Regions from separate parts of the Columba livia genome. Here region 2 is linked to region 1. A link is a contact called in public Hi-C data. All regions are on one chromosome and are shown on one strand. Each heading gives the region's core, a stretch centred on a gene start, on an enhancer-like site or on the middle of the called end of the contact. The rest is flanking DNA. Distances are from core to core; before and after follow the strand shown. Region 1 holds the start of KRAS (KRAS proto-oncogene, GTPase). Region 2 has its middle 39 kb from the start of KRAS.

Region 1 (7,108 bases), core at 1,507-4,006:
TGTATAATACTTAGGACTGGGCAAATCTGAGTAGTGTAAATACGTGGCTGATGGGATTATACTTGCCGTAGTACTTGTTATCGTAAGGGAAGCATCTTGTCAGAGTTAGGAGCTGTGACTGGTGATTTGCCCTCAAAGATCTATATCCACTGAGGATCCAGGACTGGAATATTTTAATGCAAATGTGCAGAAGCCTTTGAATTGATGAATGTGCTTTAACTTAAGAAAAATATTTAGCTCTAGCACACTGAGGTGTTTTGGGATTTGAGAATCTGCATCTGTTTTGCCTGCGTTCAGAATTCCCTTTGCAAATTGCACTGAAGAAAAAATAACTGAAATTAAGTCAATAACTCATAGACCACCATTTCCACAAAATCTAGGAGGTTTTGCATTGCTTGTCCCAACTTTTCAACAGCTTTCATATCAATGCAGTGTATGGGCTGGCACTTAATATTTTTGATCAACTCATTTATTTCAGCTTATTTTCAAACCATTTCACACATGAACCTGAAAAGGCATTTCTAAACACAGTCTAATTAAAGGAAACAACAATTCCAAAATAGACATTTATAAACAAATCTCTTCACACAAAAAATAAAAACAAAAAATCAAGTTTTGCATTCTGCTTTTTCCAGAATCCTAACAATTCATTTTCCCTCCCAGCGATATGCAAAATGGTGGTTTGCATATTTCATTGAGATCATATGGAGATGGGACGATTCAAGCTGTCATCAGGACCTGAAGTTTTCGGAGAAGGTTCTACCCAAGGCAGCAGCTCTCCGGATATTCTTCTGATCCCAGCTGTGACTGTGTGGGTTTAAAGATGAACAGCTTCTCCCCATATAAAGCCCTGCAGATGAGAACAAACCATCCAAGCTGTTTGTGGGACACCAGCACTATGTGCAGAACTGGGCAAATTTTCCTGTTACGCAGGCATTTTCCCACTGCATTAGGAAGAACCACAACACTCAAATAGTTTTCCTAGGGGGAGCAAAACACAAAAGTGAGATCCAGCTATCCTAAAATTGCTGATCAGGGCGTTTACCTCAGTTACCGAACATCTGCATTCAAATCCTTTCTTTGCCTCTTTCACACCACAGATGGGAATGTGGGTTTCCCACATCCCAGGCTTGTGGTTTTACCACCAGGCTACTTGTTCTTTGAAAGCAGGTCTTTCTTTTGGTTTTTACATCTGCTCATGTGAGGCAGCTTACTTGATAAGCAAACTGAATCACTCAGTTTTAACTCTAATTTGCGAGATGATTTCATGTTACACCATCACACGTATTTTTGTGAGTCTCTTTTTATTGAGGCTGTTGGGAAATAACCTAATAACATCTTTCACAAAAATGACCAGGTTAGTAACAACTAAATCCCTGGGAGAAGTGGGGGTCACAAAGAGTTTCCTGATTTAATTTTCTCTGTAGTTTATGGTGGTATATACCCTCCCACTGTATATAAGTATCCTTACAGAAGCACCCACAGGAGTCCACGGGACTTTTGTCACTGATTTCAGTGACAGAAACTACTAATTTCAAGAATACAAGAATTCTGATCTTTTGCAGTCTCTGCCTGAACATGCAACATTTTTCACACAACAGCTCTAAGAGGTGTTTGTTGCCCACCCAAGTCTTAACACGTTATCACAAGGGTGTAGCGCTGAACACCACCACAGCGGCTTGGGCTTATTTATGTGAATTAAACACGGGAACACACTTCCTAAATGAGACAGCGTAGTCCCGGAGGGTTAATGCTTTCGATGATCTGCTGAGTACCGCCCAAAAACAGAGCCCCTTAGATGCGCACTGAAAGGCAAGGAGCTGGAAGTTGTCACAGGCAGTTGCATAGAACAAAGCTCCAGCCTCTTTAAATTAAGATTCTTGCACACCAGATGCATAGACACGACATATTTATTTCTGACCGTCCAATTGAAAGAGGGAAAACAAAGCTGGCCAAATTAATCCCTCGCATGGGCCGCTCGACACCACTGGAGTTACCCTGGGAATAATCTTCATTAGGAATAAGGTTCACTCCCTTTGGCCGAGACCTGGCGACGTGTTTCAAAGAGACTGCTCGGGATGTAACACAGGCACACGACATTATCATACATTCATTGACACATTGGAGTCTTTTGTTTACAGGGAATTACGTTTTTGACCTTTTAGTAAGGAAAAAGGCTTTGCTATGCAATTGTTAACTTGCTTCCTAAAAAAAACCAACACCCTTGTTTATTAACAGAGCATCCCAGTAGTTATAATAACAACAAAACCTTGCGCTTCATTTTGAAACGAGCGAAACTTTAAGGCGCGCCCGAAGTTTCCCAGCAATTCCACAAGGCCTCTGCTGACACCTTTGTGACCAGCTACAGATAAAAACGTTGGGGTTTTATGTTTATTTCGCGTTGTTTTGTTTTTGTTTGGGGGTTTTGTTGTTTTTCTTAATGTTTTTTTACGTTTAGCACGTAACGCGTCCCCCACGGCGGCCGCTCAGCGCGTTTCCCTCACACCCCGCTCCGCGGAGCCGCGGCGGCTACGGGGAGGGGGGAATGGCGATGAAGCGCTGGAATTACGCTTGTTTCCCTTCGCCACCCCTCGGGCACGCCGCTCCTCGGCCAGGCGTCCCCTCACGCCGCCACCGAGCCCCCGGTGCCCGCAACGGGCGGCCCTCCCCCTCCTCCCGCCGCGACGCCTCAACCGCCCGCGGCCGCGGGCGGTTGAGGCGTCGCGGCGGGAGGAGGGGGAGGAGGCGGAGAAGGGCGGGGCCGGGGCTGCCGCAAAGGGGAGCGCGGAGCGCATCGATCACCGCCGTCCGTCCGTCCATCCATCCATCCGCCCTCTCGGCGCTCGGCTCCCTCGGCAGCTCCAGCCCTTCCCGTCCCCCGCCATTTCAGACCGGGACGGAAAGGGACGCGGAGCGGCCGCCGCGGCGGGGCGGGCAAGGGAGGCGCCGGCGTGCTCCCGCGGCCCGCTGCAGCGCCTGGCAGGTACCCGCCTCTCCCTACCCCCGCTCAACCGGAGCGAACCGCCGCGCTTGCTTTCTTCCCTCCCTGCCTTTCCCTTCGAGGTGGGGCAGGGGTAAAGCGGAGCCGGGCACCCCCGTTCCTCCTCCACCGCGGAGGGTGGAAGAAACACCGGCGGTTGGGCGGGAAGGGTGGGCCGCCCCGGTCTGTGTCCCGCTGCCGCCCGCGGGGCTGCGCCCTGCGCCGGCATCCCCCGGAGCAGCCTCCGCCGGCCCCGCCGCCGTCCTTCCCCGCGGCGCGGGCGGTGGCTCGGCGGCCTCGGGAGGGGGCGGTGGGACAGGTGGCCAACGCCCTCCGGGAGCCCGGCAGCGTCTGCCGAATCACACGCGCCCCCCCCCCTTTTTTTTCTTAATATATGTATATTTTTAATGTATTTTTTTTTTCTTCCAAAACGGTTACAACCGTCGTGCGCGGGGCTGGAAAGTTTGGGCGGCCCGGCCGCGCCGCTGCCTCTAGGCTGAGGGGAGCCGGGGCGGGGGGGGCGGGCAGCGGCGCCTCGGGGGAGGTGGGTGAGGGGTCTGGGGGGCGGTCGCGTTGAGCTCGCCCTGCCTGGCAAAAAAACCCAACAAAACAAAACAAAAAAAAAAAACTAAAACCAATTATAAATTGTGTCGGCGAACCCGTCGGGTGAAGCGGCGGGCGCAGCCGCGCCTGTCCCGTCGCGGGCGTTTGCAGCAGACGCGTGTGTGTTGGAAGCCGGGGGGCGCTCGGTTCGGTGCCGGTTTCCCAGAGAGTAATCCGGGCTGTCTCCCGGAGCCAAAAAGCAGCGGAGAGGAAAATCTTCGCTCTGCAAGAAATACTCTTTGACCTTTTCCAGAATTTAACGTATAGTTGCTTTTTTATCTCTTTGTAATGGGAACCTTTCAGCTTAGTGCCCAAGCTACATTCCCTATGTATAATTTTATTAGAGAAATAGCATTCCCTCATAGCATTTTTGTCTTGTCTTTCAGGGAGGGAGTTCCTTTCCGGTAATAGTAAAGGAACGTGATACTGAGTGAAAATGCACCAGCAGCATCCTCGTTAGTTGGAACCTGACTCTTTCTGCTTAATGTTGGTTTCTTTGTCATCAGGTCTGCTAAAAAATGACAGAATATAAACTTGTTGTCGTTGGAGCTGGTGGTGTAGGCAAGAGCGCCTTGACAATACAGTTAATTCAGAATCACTTTGTGGATGAATATGACCCTACAATAGAGGTAAACAATTTCATCTTATACTTCTTGTGATTAGAGATGATCAGTAAAAATAGTAGTTGTTTGCTTCTGGACAGTTATCACAAAAAACGTAGAACAATGCTTCATATTAAAAAGAATGTAAAGGTAATGGTCAGCATTGGAGAGAAAATTGCTGTGCGTCTTCATCTGGCTGTGGAACAACAGTTACTGTAAAAAATTAACAATTTTGATCAGTTGAAGTGTAGTGTTATTTGCCGTGTTTCATTGGACGTTTTGGATGCATGTTTTTGGGATCTTGGTGACAAAGTATTTGCCAAACTCACTTCAGAATGTTTGGCACAGCCCTCCATGGCTTTGCATGCAATCTCTTAAATGCGACTTTCCCTTTTGATATCAAGAAGGGAAATTTGTAGTTCTGAAATGTACGTGTCAAGCTTTCTCAGCTCCTATCATTTGGATCTGTTTCACATGGTGAGAAATGTGTTCTGGAATGTTATGGTGCAGAATGCAAAAATTTGGAGCCTGATTTATTTTTATTTCTTTTTAAATAGGCCAGTGCCTGTTTCTGTATCTAGAAAAAAAAATGTTATGAGAGAGCTGCTGTAGTGGATTCTTTGAAACACAAGGCACAGTTCCTCAAAATTTGAAATTGTATTTAAGCTATAAAAGTTGTGATATTTTAAAGGTTTTTAATGAGCAAGCAAGCTCTACTTTTAAAATACAAGAAAAATACCAGTGTTGTCTGAAGTCTCATGTGCATCTTTGGATTTAATAACCTCAGACTGTATAAAAAGAGAACTGACACTATAGTTTACCCAAGATTTTTACGTTCCCAGCATTGAACCTCTGTATCTTCTGATTTCATTTATATGTTTATATTCCAAGCTTACTTGAAGGAATCACAAGTGTTTAGGCTTAAAATGTTGACTTGGAAAAGAGCTGTGTAGTCATTTTTAGGTAGACCAAAGGGGCACAAGCCAGCGCGCTCTGAGGTGGTAGGAAGGTGCCTCACTTCATTGAAGCTCGGGCCTGAGTTACCGTGCCCCAGAGAGAGATGGGTCGGCTTCAGTTCACCTTCCTTCGCCTGTGGTGTCCCCTGTCTCTCCATTGCTTGGCTAAGTACCCTCATGTATGCTTGTAGGAGATTTTGTGAATGGACCTATGGAGAAAGGAAGAGTGTTTTGATTTGCACTAGGAGAGCAGGTCTATTACAACGTGAAATCTTAAAACAACAGCAACCCAAAACATGCTTAAAAAACAGGAAATGCACAGGACTGGTTGAGGGGGACAAGCAACATGGGATCTTAATTTTTCCTGCAAAAGGAACCTAGGGGGGTGTTGGCCTTTGTAGCGCTTGTTCATAATCATTTGTGTTTCTCTTAGATTAGAGTTATGTTTATGTGTTACAAAAAGTGCTGTGGAGTTTCTGTGTTAAAGTTGTCATACAAAGCCAGAACTGTGTAAGCAATTTAGGAACACAAAAACATGAATGCCTGTATTCCTAAATCACTTGGGGCATTTTGCTGATCAACAACCCGTGCATTTTGAGGAATACTAAATATATTTTAATGTAAAATAATAAATTGAAAATACAGCCCCTTATAGAAGAACCTAAAATCCCAGAACTCTGGCTTTTACTTGGTAATGTGCAGGGTTACTGTGGCATTGTGGTGTGGTCCAGAATCAATGCTTTCCCAAAAGAAAGAAGCCTTTAACCTAGTGGGCTTTACCAGCATCAACAACTTGTTGCATATAACAAATTTAATCTTCTGCAACTCCTACAAGTTCTTGTCTGAGCACTAGTTACCATTTTTTGTCTTGTAAATTCTGAGACCTTGAGGATGGAGACTGTACCTTCCTACTGTGTGGTGAATCACCTTGTGTGCACACCGTGCTGTGGAATAATTGTGTAGGTAAGCTTGTAGGGAAGAAATAATTCAGTTATAATAGGGATGGTCTGCGATTTGGGGTGGCAAACATTCCAGCGAATGGGCTTGAAACTGGTTTTAAATGCTTCAGTCTTTGCCTGGGCGAAATCCCATTGGGTTGAGAGGGGTTGCTAGACTGTGCTTCCTGAGAGATGCAGTTGTGGTGGTGGGGGCTGATCAAAGAACAATAGCTGCAGAGTGGTTTTTGTGCAGTATGAGCAAATAAGGATAAAGTTGCTTTGACTGGTAAATAATGGTGGTTCAGTAGTGTCACTGCTATTGTTTCTCACTTACTACTGTTTCTTTGGTTGCCATATGGCTGTTGCCAAAATACTAATTTTCCTTTGCAGATAAATAATCAGGCTAAATATTTTGTGGTAGACAGGGAAAAGAGTTCAGTGTTTGTTTTCTGTAGTGGATTCCATAACTACACCATTATTGAATAGTTTTATATCTTTCCTGTGATTAACAAAATTAAACTCAACACTTCTAAAATTCTCCTGTTGCGAGGACATGATGCAGTTGAAGAGGGGGAAAAAATCACAGATACATTTACAACGTTAATCTTGTTGCACTTTTCAGTGGAATAGACTTAATGGTTCAACAGATAACTTGTTTGGAAAATGTCAGATTTCATGGCCTGCTTGAGTATTTTATTTACTTATATCTGAGCACAGCAGATGACAAGGGGCGATGGGAGGAATTAAAATGAGTGCATGTTTGGGCGGCTGCTGTTATTCAAATATGCATATTTCCTATGTGTTTCACGATTTCGTATCTTATTTGAAGTAGATGTCCAAGCATAGATTTATAGCCAAGCATTTTTAAGTTTTGTGTTTTAACTGTATGTACAGTAACCCTTGTAAATCTGGCCCAATACACAGAACAGTTGGACTAGTGCCCTCTACTGGTCGAGGTTTGTTAAGTCTTTATTTACAATACCTTGTGTGAGAACCTATTTTTTAAATTTTATTTTATATTTTAAGCTT
Region 2 (7,108 bases), core at 3,167-5,666, 38 kb before region 1:
TTGCTTTCTGGTAGAGCGACTCCAAAAGGCTCCAACTTTCGAAATTTTGACATTAGCAGGAAGCAAAGGGGAAAAAGGGCAAGAATGCGAGAGCACCTCCCACTTTTTAACCTGCTCCATTAAACCAGACTGTGTTTTACTGCTGGGATAGAGGGTCTGTGTGCAACACACAACAATGCATTAGCGCCTCGTGGTCACATACAGTGAGTTTGAGCACATGGGTGCAGGGGTTCGCACCTACCTCTGGCCAAGGCACTGCCACCATTACACATGTCAGATGTCTCAGGGGAGGGGCAGAAGGATGAGGAGACTTGAGGGACAGCTGAGGAAGCCGGCTAGCCTGCCATGGGCCCTTGAGGGGCAGTGAGATGGGAAGGTCCATGTGTGGAGAGGCCTTCACCATCTGCCCCTGCCTGAGAGCCATGCCTCTGGCAGTTTTCCAGGTACCTACCCCATCTTTAGCTCTGTAAGGATCTCCTGCCAGTGTTGGTGTTTTGAGGGTGGCCAGAAGGGCAGGGTTATGGGAGGAGGTGACGTATGGCAGGAAGCCAGGCAGAGGGTAGTGAGCCTGCACCAGGAGAGCAGAAGGTGCTTGGCCACCACCATTCCCCCTGCCTGATGGGGACAGACTTTTTAGCAGGGCCTGTTACGAAAGGAAAAGGAGTAATGGTTTTAAACTAAAGGAGGGAAGATCCAGGCTAGGCATGAGGAAGAAATTTTTTACACTGAGGGTGTTAAAACACTAGTCCAGGTTGCCCAGAGAGGTGGTAGATGCTCCATCCCTGGAGACATTCCAGGCCAGGCTGGACGGGGCTCTGAGCAACCTGATCTAGTTGAAGATGTCCCTGCTCATTGCACAGGGTTGGACTAGATGAGCTTTGAAGGTCCCTTCCAACCCAAACTATTCTGTGATTCCACAATTCCCTGGGCTGACTCAGTGCAGCCCCACCACTCCCACCGACACCCCACAGGGTGTGAGGCTGGGTCTTACAGAGGTTATCTAACATTGCCAAAACAGGGCAAGGTCTGACCTGTGGCCCTTTACAAGATCCAGCCTACAGGTAGGTCAGCTTGAGCCTGTTATGAACCTATACCATTTCTCGGGGAGGCAAAGGCAAAAAAGGCTCATTCTTGCAGAAAGTGAAAAAAAAAAAAGAAAATAAAGGTCTGGAGTCTTCTCTCTGTCACCTGAAATGGTGAAACCAGGAGAGGGGATGAAGTATGAACTGCAGATTTTAACTGTTACCTTCCAATACAAGAACCAAGTTGTGTGCTGGGTTGTGAACACATTTTCTGTTTTTCTCTGGCATGCAAATGCAATGGAGCCATGAAACATCAGTTAACGTGACAACTGACACCTGTGGCCGGTGGTTCTCAGCTATTTTTTGTTTCCTTTTCCTTTTTATTCTGCATTTCCTTCTCTCACCTTCGTCATACAAGCCCTCTGACAGCCTGTCAGGCTCAGACAAGTCAGCAGGGCTGCAGCAAAAGCAGTTGCTTTCAGGTTACAATGGTGGCAACTATTTACCTATTACACAAGATCACATCAAGCCATGTGCAGAAACTCTGCTTGTCCATCCCCCTGACCCCCCCTTTGTACCATGTCTCCCCACTTCAGCCCGATGGTGCCTGCACAGGATTCGTGGGTAGCACCTTCACTTACTGCAGGTTGAGGCTCCATTGCATGGCTGCTTTGGGTCAGCCCGCTGGAGCCCAGCAATGCCTTGTCTCTGAATATGTCCCTGGAGAAGAGTAATAGGAAAGCTGGTAGGCATATTTTCAGACTAAGCAGACAAAATATTGAACACGGGCAGTTTTTAAGCTCTCAGCACTTTTTGTGATCTAAAAAATGAAATTATTGTTGCTGTTAATAAAACTCGGTCCTGACACAGCATCCCCTTTGCAGATCAAACCCATGTTTGTCACAGAAGCAGGACTCTTGATTCGAACTTCCAGATCAAAACTTGTTTTCAGAGAGCCACTCCCCCAAAAGAATGAAGAACAGCAAAAGACAGAGGGATGGAGGAGCAGCAGTCACCCTTCCTCAGTTCATTTATGGCACAGCTCCTCTTGTGAATGGCAAGGAGTCTTCACACTGAAGACCAAATAGCAAGGGAGCTCTGGATGTGTTTAAATAAAGCTAGGTTTAATTAGAGCTGTTCAAAATTAAATACACAGATTGTATTTATGCTTGCACTCAAAAATATATTAAATCCCTAGGCAGATCTAGGTCAGCACAGCTCAAATAAAATTACTGGGAAACACAGCGTGTGGGAAAGAAATCAGTTTTACCTGTTCAGTCCAAGCGGGCTTACTCCTACAAGTGCTGCAATACCCACACCCACAACCCCTGTCTTTGGTATTGTGATGCAGCACAGATGACGTCAAGAATTCAGAAATCTTGAATTATCATTCATCATAAAACTTCTAGCTTGTTTTGCATTTTGATTTGGCCTCTTTTACTCTCCCTGCTTGTGTCTCGTTTATAGCTACCACAATGCATCTTCCTGCATGGTCACGAGATCCAGAAACGTTTTCCTTTTCTTGATTAAAGCTGAGATTCTGTTATAATCACATGACTCAGAGTACCATAGGTAGAAGAAAAACACCCGATATCTGAGCCTTGAGATAAATCCCCATATATTGGCATCTCCAAGTTGCATTGCTAAGCTGTTACATACCAAAAAGTTTAAAAAAAAAAAAAAAAAAAGAAAAAAGGTATTTTGTTTCCTAAGAAATACTCCGGCCTCCTGTCTTCCAAGTGCCAGCCTCAAGGTCTAGACTGTGCCTAAGGAAATATTGGCAATATGGAGGCGCTACAGACCAAAGGGTTGGGGAAGGATGAGGATTTTGTGTGGATGGGGTTTGGCATGAGCTGGGATAGAGGTAAATGTCCTGTGAGTGCTGCAGGGCATGGGGGATCGCTCTCCTAGGGGCCCCAGGGATCTCCCCTTCTGTTGGCAAAGGAGGGAGGGCCTGTGCTTGGCTAAGGAATCAGGGCAACAGTGTAAATTCCAGGAGCTGTTGAAATTCCAGGTTTTCATGCCAAGAAATCTCAGCTTTTTCTATAATTATTTCAGAGTGAATCAGCAAAAAGTCAGCGGCAGTCCTCATTGTTAATTTGGCCTCGTATTTAAATAAAAGTTTGACTAGCAGAAATTATAACAGACCTAAACTAGCTGCTTGAATGGACTCTTGCAATATAAAAAAGCGAAACTCTGCTGCTGCAAAGCACCTTTCTTTTTGCTGTCGTTTTTTGCCTGGCAACTATTTCAGAGGGGAACAGTGTTCTTGGAAACTTTTGGGCTACTCCGGTAAACACATATCACTTCATTTTGCAAATGCTGCAGGAAGCAGGTGCTCAAGGCATCCTGCATTTATCCTCTGGGCTTCCCCCAGCCCCGGCCCAGCTGCTGGTCCAGCCTCAAGCAGGCAGCAGCTTCCAGCTCCCTCTGCCCTCCCCGCCTCCACAGCCCGGCTGCGGTTTGCATTGTCATCTGTTGACCCTGGTGTGACACACTATTGACGTCCACAGCTTCAAGGGCCTTGTTTGTCTTTCCCACCCCACCTAATCCCAGAAATACATCAGCGGGAGCGTGAAACATAATGCTTTACGGCCCGGATCTGAACCCTTTTAGAGGCAGGGGGGGATGGCTTCTGGCCTCCTCTTGCAGTCAAACCGCAGGCCCCTTCCTAAGCGAGTCTCAGGCGCACGGACACCACCCGAGGGTTTGCAGGCGGCGTGAAAACGCAATGCAAGTGCACAGCAGAGCAATGCAATGCAAAGCAGTGCAATGCAATGCAGAACCGATCTCCGCGGCGCAAGGTAAAGCACTGCAGGGCAGGGAACGGCACGGCACGGCACGGCACGGCACGGCAAACCCGCGATCTGGCCGCTTCCCGAGGTGGGAGACTCAGTCCCCAGTGCCCCACGGCCGCTACCGGGCGCTGCCTCCCCGCCAGCAATCGGGTCACGGCGCGCTTGCACAACCCTCCCCGCCCCCACGTGACCCGAGAGCCGCGCCCCCGCATGCAAATCAAGCCGGGCGGCGGCGGCCAATAGCGAGGCGCCCTCGGCCGTTGTATTTATAGACGCTATTTAAAGAGCCCCTGGGAGCCTCCGCGCGGCGCTTGGGTGGCGGGTGGTGGCGGGGCCCGCGGGCTGCGGCGGGGGCACGTGCGCCCGGGGCGGGCGGGCGGGCGGGCGGGCGGGCGGGAGGGAGGGAGGGAGGAGGGGCCGGCCGTTGGAGCGCGAGCCCAACCGCCACCTGAGCTCCGGCGTCCGGGAGGGTCTGCTGGTGGCCGGCGGGGAGCCCGGGCGCGGCAGCCGCCCGCAGCAGTCGGCCGCACGGCCGCTGCGCCCCGGGGAAGGGCCCCCGCTCGCTTTCAGCCGGGTGGATTTCGGGATTTGCCCTCTCTGTGTGTGCGGAGCTTAAGGTTAAAATCCGGGGCTCGTCAAAAGGTAGTTTTCAGTCAAGAGCCACCGATTTTCCAAGCGGTTCTTTTTCCTTTCAGATTATCCTTTCTGGCCAGGAACTTGGAGAAGTGCAAATCCTCTTTGCTGTTTCCCTTTCTCCCCATTATAAAAAAAAAAAAAAGAAAAAAAAATAGTCTCTTTATTGGATCTTTTTGTGCGGTGAGAGTTGGAAAGGAGACATAACACTTTAGGGCTGATGGGAGGTTTCCCGGCATCTGTGTCAGTTCCTGGCTACAAGGCGTTAAACGAGCTGCTGCATTTTGTAATCATTCTGCACTGAAATAAATGGTTAAGGTAAGCGAATGGCAGTGGTGATTTGAGCCCGATCTCGCAAGCTCACTCTTACACAAGTCATCTCTGAGCAATTGGGACCCAAAGAATTTTCTGTCAGACCTTGGGCATGAGAAGAACAGTGGTTTTGTGAGTTACATCTCCATAGGTTGTTGTTGTATTTGGACTTTTTATTGTGTTTTTGTTGTTGTGTTGGTTTTTTTTTTTTTTCCTCTTATGCAGCATTTGGTATACAGCTGGCCATCCTACTGAAATCAATAGCATTTTCCCCTTCACTTGGAGACTGAGCCTTCTGGTGTATGTCTATTCATACAAATCCTTTCATCCAGTTGGTATCTGCACTCCTCTCTCTCTCCTTCCCACAGTACCGTTGAGCACTGACTGTAATAAGAATTGCAAATGCCTTTACTCCTGTTTTAAAGAAGACCTCCATGACAAGCTGTTGGCAAGACAGCCTGGTTACTTTGCTGATATGTAACTGAGAGGATGGAGATGGGGACAGCAACTGCTTCAGTTGTTACTGCTTGGCCCACCAGAGCCAGATTGGTAGGTTTCCCTCTGGCTTTTTTTTTTTTTTTTTTTTTTTAGGATTTGCCTCAAACTAGGAAAATAATAAAAAAATCCCAAGCTTAAAAAAAATCCCACAATGACCTCAAACCCTACTCCTGTGTTGAGAGTTGACTGCCTGCAGGGCTTTGAATAGCCTCCAATAGCTACTGCTCCTTTCTAGCAAGTGCTTTACATAGATGCAACTCTAAATGCACAGATTGCCTTGACCCCTGTTTTATTAGAGCATGCTGATGACACAATCGGGAGGAGTTGTCGACACTCTTGAGGGCAGAGCGTCCCTGCAGATGGGTCTGGACAAATTGGAGAACTGGGCAATCACCAACTGCATGAAGTTCAACAAGAGCAAGTGCTGGATTTTGCACCTGGGACACAGCAACCCTGGCTGTACATACAGACTGGGGGATAATAGGCTGGAAAGCAACTCTGTGGAGAGGGATCTGGGGGTTCTGGTCAACAGCAAGTTGAACATGATCCAACAGTGTCCCCAGCAGACAAGAGGGCCACCCGTGTCCTGGGTGCATCCAGCACAGCATTGCCAGCCGGGCCAGGGAGGTGATTGTCCCGCTCTGCTCCACACTGGTGCAGCCTCACCTGGAGCACTGGGTGCAGCTCTGGGCGCCACTGGATAAAAAGGATATAAAGCTACTGGAGAGTGTCCAGAAGAGGGACACCAAGTTGGTGAAGGGTTTGGAGGGGAAGCTGTATGAGGAGCAGCTAAAGTCACTTGATTGGTTCAGCCTGGAGGAGACTGTGGGGAGACCTCATGGCAGCTACAGCTTCCTCACAAGGGGAGAAGGAGGGGCAGGCACTGACCTCTTCTCTCTGGTGACCAGTGACAGAACTGAGGGAATGGCAAGAAGATGTGCCAGGGGAGGTTTAGGTTGGACATTGGGAAAAGGTTCTTCCCCCAGAGGGTGGTGGAACATTGGAACAGGCTCCCCAGGGAGTTGCACGGCCCCAAGCCTGACAGTGTTCAAGAAGAGACTGGACAAGGCCATCAGACACATGGTGTGAACTGTGGGGTTGTCCTGTGCAGGGACAGCAGTTGGACTCGATGATCCTCCCTTCCAACTCAGGACACTCTGTGATTCTATGATAGTATTTTCCAACATAAAACCTAAATGGATCTCCGAAAGGGAGAGACATTGAGTAAATCAGTAACAAAGACAACAGATTGCTCATTCGTCGTGTGTGTTTAAAACTATAACCTAACCAATGTTCATTCAATAAGTGCAGTGACTTACTAGAACAGTAATTTTAATAGAACTTGGGTCAGGCTCTTGAAGAACCTGTGTGCTAAAATATTGTCATAAGTGCATTTTATAAGGGCTTTTTGATATGCTTAAGGTGCCCAATTTTCTTGTTAAGGATCTCATCACTGCCACAGTGGGAGAGAGGAAAAAACCATTTTTCATAGATGGAATGTACTTCAAGTGAGCTGGTTTTGTTTGGTTGGGTTTTTTCTCTAGTTTTTTCTAACTGTGTTTTTGTTGGCATCTACTTGAAAAAGGACTGCAATGTTTACATTCAGTTTTAAAGCTGTAGGTTTGAATACCCCCCTGCAGTTTAATTAAGTGAATATACATAACAAAATGCTTGACTGCTTTAGTGTATGAAGTTGACTAGCCTGGTAATTCTGCACTTTCCTCATGCTCTGAATTCTATTTCATGATAAATAAAAGCACAAACCAACCAGATCCAAAAGGAGTGGAGTTAATCTGGTTGTAAAGGGTCACTGGCAAATACCATCTGCATAGTCATATTGGTCAG

Evidence for each region. A called contact is a pair of places that touch in the nucleus more often than the background predicts.
Region 2: a Hi-C map of crop shows a contact between it and region 1, with 4 times the contacts expected there. The contact joins the enhancer-like site here to the promoter of KRAS in region 1. A contact is called at or near these places in 2 of 2 Hi-C or Micro-C datasets (crop and liver).

What each region holds. Positions count from the first base shown.
Region 1 is chr1:135,751,795-135,758,902 of bColLiv1.pat.W.v2, reverse strand. KRAS (KRAS proto-oncogene, GTPase) reads left to right here and starts at 2,756. Exons shown (of 7, transcript XM_065032363.1): 1 at 2,756-2,983; 2 at 4,090-4,212. The coding sequence starts at 4,102. LOC135575580 (a long non-coding RNA gene) reads left to right here. Exons shown (of 2, transcript XR_010466587.1): 2 at 664-2,394.
Region 2 is chr1:135,791,744-135,798,851 of bColLiv1.pat.W.v2, reverse strand. No RefSeq gene overlaps it. Among named protein-coding and RNA genes, the nearest start is that of KRAS, 39 kb to the right of the region's middle. Within about 2 kb of position 4,416, at least 3 of the 3 cell types and tissues checked have an H3K27ac peak away from gene starts, as active enhancers do.